Regions from separate parts of the Gasterosteus aculeatus genome. Here region 1 is linked to region 2. The links are chromatin contacts, called in public Hi-C maps. All regions are on one chromosome and are shown on one strand. The core of a region is the stretch at or near the end of the contact, and the rest is flanking DNA. Distances in the headings are between cores, read along the strand shown. Region 1 holds the start of lbx2 (ladybird homeobox 2). Region 2 holds the start of LOC120817343 (transmembrane O-methyltransferase homolog).

Region 1 (4,043 bases), core at 584-3,083, 170 kb before region 2:
GGACTGTGGGAAGGCCCGGTGTCCTTGCGAGGTCGGGGAGACACTGGGCGACCTGGCCTCGGAGCCCCCGCCGTGGGACTCCTCGATGCTCTCCATGCTGACGAGCTTCTGCAGCGTCTGCGGGTTGATCTTCTTCAGCGACTCCACGTCGGCTTTCATCTCCTCCAGGTCCCGCTTGAGTTTGGCCCTGCGGTTCTGAAACCAGGTGATGACCTGCGCGTTGGAGAGCCCCAGCTGTTGCGCGATCTGGTCCCGGTCGGCCGGTGACAGGTACTTCTGGTACAAGAACCTCTTCTCCAGCTCGTAGATCTGGTGGTTCGTGAAGGCCGTCCGCGACTTTCTCCTCTTCTTCGACGTCTGCCTCTGTCCGAACGCGTTGACATGCTCCCGACCTTCGAGGGGTGGGAGAAGAAAAACACACGAGAAAATCAAACAACCGCAAGGTGACCTATCCACCCCCCCCTCTCCCCCATCAAAAATACCCTATAGGCCTTTTCTTGGTTTACACGCTTGTTTTTCTCTTTTATAAATGGATTTTTTTCTTTCTTTTAAATTTGACTGTACACCTCTTTTAATTAAAAACCGTCACAATTAGAGAAATATTACTGAAAAAGTGTGAAATCATTCAGTAAAAGGGTGAAATTTGCGCCACATTTTGGGCCAAAACAATAATTTCCCACTTTTTAACATGTTCGGGTTGATGTTATTGCAGAAACAGTCATTTGGGTTCACGTCATTTTCCTCCGACATAACTAGAGCACAGGCCGTTCTCATTGTCTTTTCAACAGCACACTGTTGGACACTTTCGACCCGTGCAACAGATCACTTGCATGCACATTAACGTGCGTGAATCTGTCATTTTCCATTTACGCATTCCTATACAGCCGTCAGAAGCGATTCCACATCTACATCCACAGCAGCCCAGCGATGGCCGCCGTGACTCGGCGTCAGATCAGTTCAATCTATATGTAGAAGTGCGTAAAACCTCTTTACCTTCTGCCGCTTGGATCACGCTGACTTCCAGCCCCTTGAACGTTTTGCTGGCGAGCTCCTCCAGCGCGCACAGCGGTGACGAAGGAGTGGTGATCCCGTTGCGCGCGGAGTTGGAGCCCGCGACTTTCTCCAGCACTCTGGGTGGACAGATACTGGCGACCGACTTCTTGACCGAGGGTTTGTTAAGGATATCCTCGATGCTGAACGGCGTCAGGGGCTTGTTGGAGTTCGCCGGCGGCGGCAGCTGGTCCAGCGGAGCCCGTCTCCTCTCCTCGCCGCCGGAGTGTAACACAGAACCTGCCTTCATGTCTGTACTGGAGGTCATCGCAGTCCCGGAGAATCGCTGCTTCCAGAAAAGTTGATTATTTCATTCAACTCGCGGGTTTGGGACAAACGTGTTCCACGCTCGTTTGTCGCGGAACCCCCCCCACCCCACCACCACCACCACCCTTCCTAAAGGTTGACGCTCAAAGCCGCAATTTAGCTCGCCTGAGAGCTTTCCTCCAAAAGAACCATGCTCCGGGCGCAGGCGAAAAGGCAGCCGGACTGTATTCCCCTCAGAGAGTCGCAGTTCCTCTGCCAAGCTCCATGTAGATCTTTAGGAAGTAACACACTGGAGGGGGGTGAATCCCTGCAAGGGCACAAAAAAAAAGAAGCTGTCTCAAAAGCAGCAAGAAAAAGAAAGCGGCCGCTAACGAGTTATTGTTGATTGGGCGAAGTTCAATTAGAGTAACACTACACTACTCGCTGACCCGCTGCTGCGTCTTAAAGGGCCAGACCATAATAACTAATTGGACGTGGGGGAGAGGAGGAGTCTGTTGCTGCCGAGGAGAAAGATGTGAATGTTTATGCATCTGTTTCCCTCTGCTGGCGTGTTCTGCTAGAAAGGGGGAGCCGATGGCCATTAAAACACCTATTTGCATTATGGAGTTTTATATATATATATATATGGATTAAAAGTTCTGAAGGAAACAGCGAGGCGACAACGCGCTCCAGCCGCGGGGTACATTTGGTCGTTTTCGTGCGTAATTACGCATTGCATGTTCCACTGGATTTTTGGCTTAAGAAACAATAAGATCATCTACGGATCTGAAGTGTATTGAGCTGATTTGCCTACAATTAAACAGAAGCTGTGGAGGTTTAAACCACGTTGTTAAACACCACGGGTTTCGTCCCCCTGTGCGGCAGCAGATAGATGATCTCATCTGAAAGCAAAAATGAATTAATTTAAATTATGGCTCGTGTTTATTTTGCACACTGATACAAATATTATTTATGTTTATTGTCTGATGATTAAGCCGGGAATTAATATAATATAAACATTTCAGGGTTGAATTCCACTATTCATTTTTGTCCATGCTGTTATTTTTCATGTTGTATTATTTTGTATCGACTCATCATCCGCGCGTTGGCGACCCTGCAGTTACAAGCCCCAGTTACAGCCCTGTGATGTGAAAACAAGCGGATAATAAAGGTTACGCCGCATGCTGAGGACGGACAAACATGATATATTCACCGGTGAGGCTTTTAGGATGTAAGACAGACACCAACGGGCACCGAGGACAGCAGCAGGAAACACGCCGCGTTTCATTGAAGGCGCCACAAATGCAACACATTCAACCACGTGGGTCCTTCATTCGTTTTAATGCATTTTTGGAAAATGCACATAAAATGTAATCATAACGAAATGTAGAGGAGTAGTGGTTTGAGAAAAATGCAAAGGAGGTGAACACCTTGTATATCCTTGAAATAGAACAAAAGCCACCTAACGGTACAATAACATATGAAATTGACTTTACATTTTGGCATCTGAATCATATTCTCTGTGTGCCGACTTGTAATATAAACCAGAGGCTCAATAAAAAATGTGGAATTACTAGGTTCTTTTTTACAATGGGATTATTCTGACCCATTTGCTGCTCAGGAAGCCACTGCGCAGAGCCTTGTGCCAACAGCAGCATATGGTGACATTGGTTTAGGGACAGAGTTATAAAACAGCAGGATTCTATTAGCTACCTTGGAGGTCCACCCTTTGTGGCTGCTTTGAATAAATATTCCTCCATAACAAGCAGGAGTGTTTGGGGATGAATTCAATTTAGGCATTGGGACGCAAACATGGATCGTTGTGATAAAACGGATCATTTCAGCTGGTCTGAGCAGATATGAGCTTGGCTCACCTTGACACCTCAATTCAAACATTAGTTTGAAATGTAAAGGGGATTACAGTACAATGTGTGTTTTTTTTGATGCACATGTTCCACTTACAGAAAGACACACATATTACTTCTAAAAATATATAATAATAATAATTATTTAATACTAGCGTATAGTTTAATTTTAGTTTTCTTTTCTGGACTGGATGTTTGATATACCCGAGTTTCAAATAATAATGTGACATTATCCCTGCAGGCCTCTTGTCATCCACACTGATGATTGTGAGACGGCGCAACAACCTGCTGAGTTTATTTTATTGTCATTTCTACAGCTTGCGTGTCCACAACGATAAAAGTGCACGGGGGCACTGAAGACCATCTGGACTCACGCTGCTGTAGATTATCAACCTCAAATTTAGTTGAAGCATGAATGGCCCTCAGACACCCCCCCCCCCCCCCCCCACCCCCACCACCCCTCTAAACGACGGTCCACTGGTCTTCAAGGTCTGCAGCGAAGCAGCCGTGGTCAGAGGTTTATTTTCATTGCATTGGTTTAATTTAAACGTAAATTAGAAGCAGACTAGCTGACATCATCAATCATCAAATCTTGAGGGATTTAATTGGACGATTCGCGCCTATCAGCACCGCCCCCCCCCCCCCCCCCCCCCCCTCGCTCTTACTCCTGAAAGTAGCGCGTTGCATGAATTCAGATACTATTATTAAATCTTTTATTTTTTCGTGTGTCATCCTTTGGTTCCATGAAATCAAAGCAGTGGGAAAAGTGCCACCCGGTAAAGGTCAGCTGAGCTCCACGTCATTAAGCCCCAGATCAAATGAGAGTGGTCCGCAGAGAATATCAAGGAGAGTCTCCACCGGAAGCTGGAAGAAACTTCAATA
Region 2 (3,762 bases), core at 379-2,878:
GATATTACAAACAAAAAGAAGTAGTATTTTGTATCCCCCCCACCCTACCTGTGTGAGTTATTGAAATAGTAAATCCGACAATTCACTCATGTGCATTTTTCAACACATGGTAAAATCTGGAATATTAATACTTTATATGCAATAATGTGAATTCAGCAGTTCCTTCTGTATACGTGTTATTGTTTGTCTCTCAGGGGCCATGTACGGTGTAGCAACCAAAGAGAAAAAGTATAGTAATATGACCCTTTCCTTATCTGCTGTTATTTAATTCATAGCATAAAAACTGTTTACATACTTGATAATGAATCGCTTAACGATTTCCTTTAGTTTCTTAAGGAACGTAATAGGAAAAATAGTATTTCGCACTTTGTATTTTACACCATTGGTTGATAAAGTGGAGAAAAAAAACCGGAAGCACACAACCACGTCTTTAGATTTTCTTCTCACTCATCAACCCTCGTGCTTTTATTTTGGTAGAAGATCTCCGTCATGAACTGAAGTTCTGACTTGACGCTGTAGCGGTCGGGCCTCGCTCTGATCCAATCCAGGACATCTCCTCGATTTCTGGCTCTTCGGTTGCCGTAGATCAGAAGGACGGAGCAGCCGGACGGGCAGAGCAGTTCCTCCCTCTCAAGAGCCAGCAGGTCTGGGAGGTACTGCGCGGGGTCGTGGTCCATCAGAACCAGATCCAGCCCATCGCTGACCCTTTGATTGACCTCGAGAAACGAACGCAAAGTTGGGATGGCCTCCGCCGAGCTGGATGTCAGCACCTGGAACTGAACGGGTGGAACCCTTTCAATGAGCACGGTTACATCTTATTTCGGTGCAGTAGAGCCCAAACCCTCGTCCTTCCCTGGGCGGACCTGCGAGTGTTTGAAGCCAGCCACAAGTATGACCTCCTCCCCGAGCTCCGCGGCCAGTGGGTCCAGCTCCACCGCGATCAGCCGGCCAGCTGGGCGAAGCAGACGCAGCACGCGGACTGAACTGTAGCCGCAGTGCATCCCGAGCTCCAACACCCGGGACGGGCCGAGCCGCCTCACCGCTTCGTCCAGCGCCTCACCTGGGAGGGATGACAGCTGATGGTGATTCCTTTTATCGGCCCCCTTCGCCACATCTGGGACTAATCGTTGACCCGGCACCGCTACTCTGATGTCAAGGGTCGAGTGTCGCGGAATTCCAAACAGAAATGCAAATGATCAAAAGCCCAAATTCAGTTATATTAAAAAGTTAAGTGTTGTCTTACTTTTAGCTGTTGTGAGTGAAATGGAAAAGTCAGTGTTCATTTGAAGACTTTTTAACAGCTTTAAATGAATGATCTGCAAGATTTTCATGACTTGTGACTTGATGCACTGAAGGGACCCCGCATACCGACCGGTCAGTGGGCCGATGCAGAGAGACGGGTGTGTGTCGGCGTACAGCTCAAAGGTCTGCAGGACGCTGTCGGCCTGGCCGTGGGTGCATTGGGAGAACACGAAGGCGTGGGTGCTCTTTGCACACGCTCTCCCTCGCAGCAGCCTCAGCGCCCAGGCCAGAGCCCCGTGGCACAGGGAGGCCACTTTGACGCGGCAGCGAGCGCTCACCATGAAGACGGCGGGAAGCAGCGGGACGCAGGCGACCACCAGCCACATTTCAGGAGTTGTGGCGCGGGCGGGAAGGCCCGGGAGAAGCTGGGGGTGAAAAGAGGAGAGCGAGAACACGCGAGATTAACGACGAGGGTCCCGTTCCACAGCACAGATTTGAGGTATTTCTCCGTCCCGGTTTTGAATAAATCACAACTCGGACTTGTGCTTTGTTGGCGTGCAGATGTTCTAACGTTCACACTCAATTCTCCATCATTCTGAAATAGGAGCTCAAAGGGTCATAATGACGGTTTTATACTCAACCTTACGCAGGAATAATTAAAAGCCCGAAGCAATATATGGACTGAATAATGTGCGTTTCTAAGGCAACCACCAACAATCACCTGAGCTCTGGCTCCCTCTGCAGGCACTACTTGCTCTTAACATACTTGGAAATGCAGGTAAATAAAAGTCACTGCATGTCTTACACTTACAGTTACATTTCAGAAGAAGTGCTTACCGTGAATAAATCTGTTTCTGGATCAAAAGAAATTCAACCAACGTACAATGCAGTAAATACACGACACTAGGATTCTGATGAATAAAGAACGGAAGTACTATATACTGTTAAATTAATAAATCAATTGATAAATTAGTACGTTTTTTTATATTAATCTTTAAAAAAGGCAAAGTCCATATGAGCTACATCTTGGAATAAACACAAAAAATACTGAATATACAAATGTAGGGTTACCATGAAGTCAGTGGTGTTGAAGTAAAAAATATGAACATGGTGCTTTTCGTGAATTCTGAAATAGTTCTAAGAAAAGAAAATTCTTTCTTTGGGATTTCCTGAGACAGAAGAGGTGACACGTTTGCAGCAACGGTGTAATACTTACCAGAGTGACCTGTCAAACCCAGATGGGACTGTCAACAATGCGAGCAGCAGAAACAGATAAACCGACCGTGACTGTCTCCTAATCAGAAGCCTTGTGGGAAAGAGATCCGAATACAATGGAGGAAATCCACAGAGCCTTTTTTCTGATCCAGGAAATCGAAGCCTGAGGAGCCGAAGAGAGGAGGGCCAGGTGAATCATTACAGATGAACCGCTTCGAGCTCCTCCCACCTTTCAGTGCTGCTTCATTCCACAGGAGGTCAGCAAATATGTGAGAATGTGAAAATACATCAAGCCTGTGAACAAACTGTCTGTATAGGAACTGGGAAAGTATTGCCTGAAGGTCAGCGAACATTGGGTACAAACGAATGGCTTTTAATAGTGTTTTGATTTGTGCTTAATGCGTTGAAACGGTTTGTGTGGCCAAAACTGTTTGCATCGACATTTCATCTGGCTTGGTGTTGCACTTTGACACCATTGACACCATGTTTCCAGAGATTTCAAACTTAAATTGGAGATTTCAAATAGATGTTCCCTGCAAGGATCCCTTCTGTCCCTCAAAACAGCCTAACCAGCGAAACCATGGCAACGGGAACTAAGATTTGTCCGAAAAGGGAATCCTGTTAACGTAGTTTACGCAAAGTTTCTACTCGCACAATGCAGTTAAATCTGTTTTGAACAATACAAATCATAGAAAAACAGACAAGAATGTGTCGATGAACAAAAATAAACACATTTCATTTTCTAAATGCTGCACTATTGTGTATTTCCTCATAATGGTTAATGACTGGAGACATTGTCTTCAACTCCATTTCCAGACACATCTGCGTAAAAAGCAGGAAGGTGCACAGCGCACTGTGAGCTGGCTCCTTTGTTTTCTGGTGCATTATCTCCAAATCAGTGAACTCGGTGCTCCCAAGTGGCCCCACGGAGTTGAGGAGAGTGTGAGGTCCCCAGTGTGTTGCTGCCCTCATTGGTCGATGGAGTATTTTGGGCCAATGGAGCGGATCACGCTGCGGTGCGCAAGTCCCGTCAGTTCAGCTGCGTCAAGTTAGCCAGACACTGCTCGATCACTACCGGAAGCAAAGCGTCGCAACCAAAATAAGAAGCGAACAAACGGCCAGTGAAACGGAGGGCAAAGGGGAGGTAGGACTCCGACAACGCGTTGTAAATTTCTAAGTTAGGTTTCATTGGTTAAAAGAAAGGGGGGGGGGGGCAGAAACATAATTGTCCAGTGGTTAGGAAAACAGATGCAGATCACATAAATCAATCAATCTAAATGAAGACATGACAATCAATGGTCACGG

What was found. Hi-C and Micro-C count contacts between places; a contact is called where the count stands out from the background.
Region 1: a contact with region 2 is called in a Hi-C map of skeletal muscle, with 2.8 times the contacts expected there. The contact joins the promoter of lbx2 here to the promoter of LOC120817343 in region 2. A contact is called at or near these places in 2 of 6 Hi-C or Micro-C datasets (both in skeletal muscle).

The regions. Positions count from the first base shown.
Region 1 is chr4:3,210,925-3,214,967 of fGasAcu3.hap1.1, reverse strand. lbx2 (ladybird homeobox 2) reads right to left here and starts at 1,833. Exons shown (of 2, transcript XM_040175638.2): 1 at 994-1,833; 2 at 1-392. The coding sequence starts at 1,318.
Region 2 is chr4:3,040,741-3,044,502 of fGasAcu3.hap1.1, reverse strand. LOC120817343 (transmembrane O-methyltransferase homolog) reads right to left here and starts at 1,628. Exons shown (of 3, transcript XM_040173475.2): 1 at 1,373-1,628; 2 at 864-1,060; 3 at 245-776. The coding sequence starts at 1,628. The coding sequence ends at 444. It overlaps LOC120817340 (LIM and calponin homology domains-containing protein 1), which reads left to right and starts at 1,601. Exons shown (of 29, transcript XM_078101913.1): 1 at 1,601-1,741.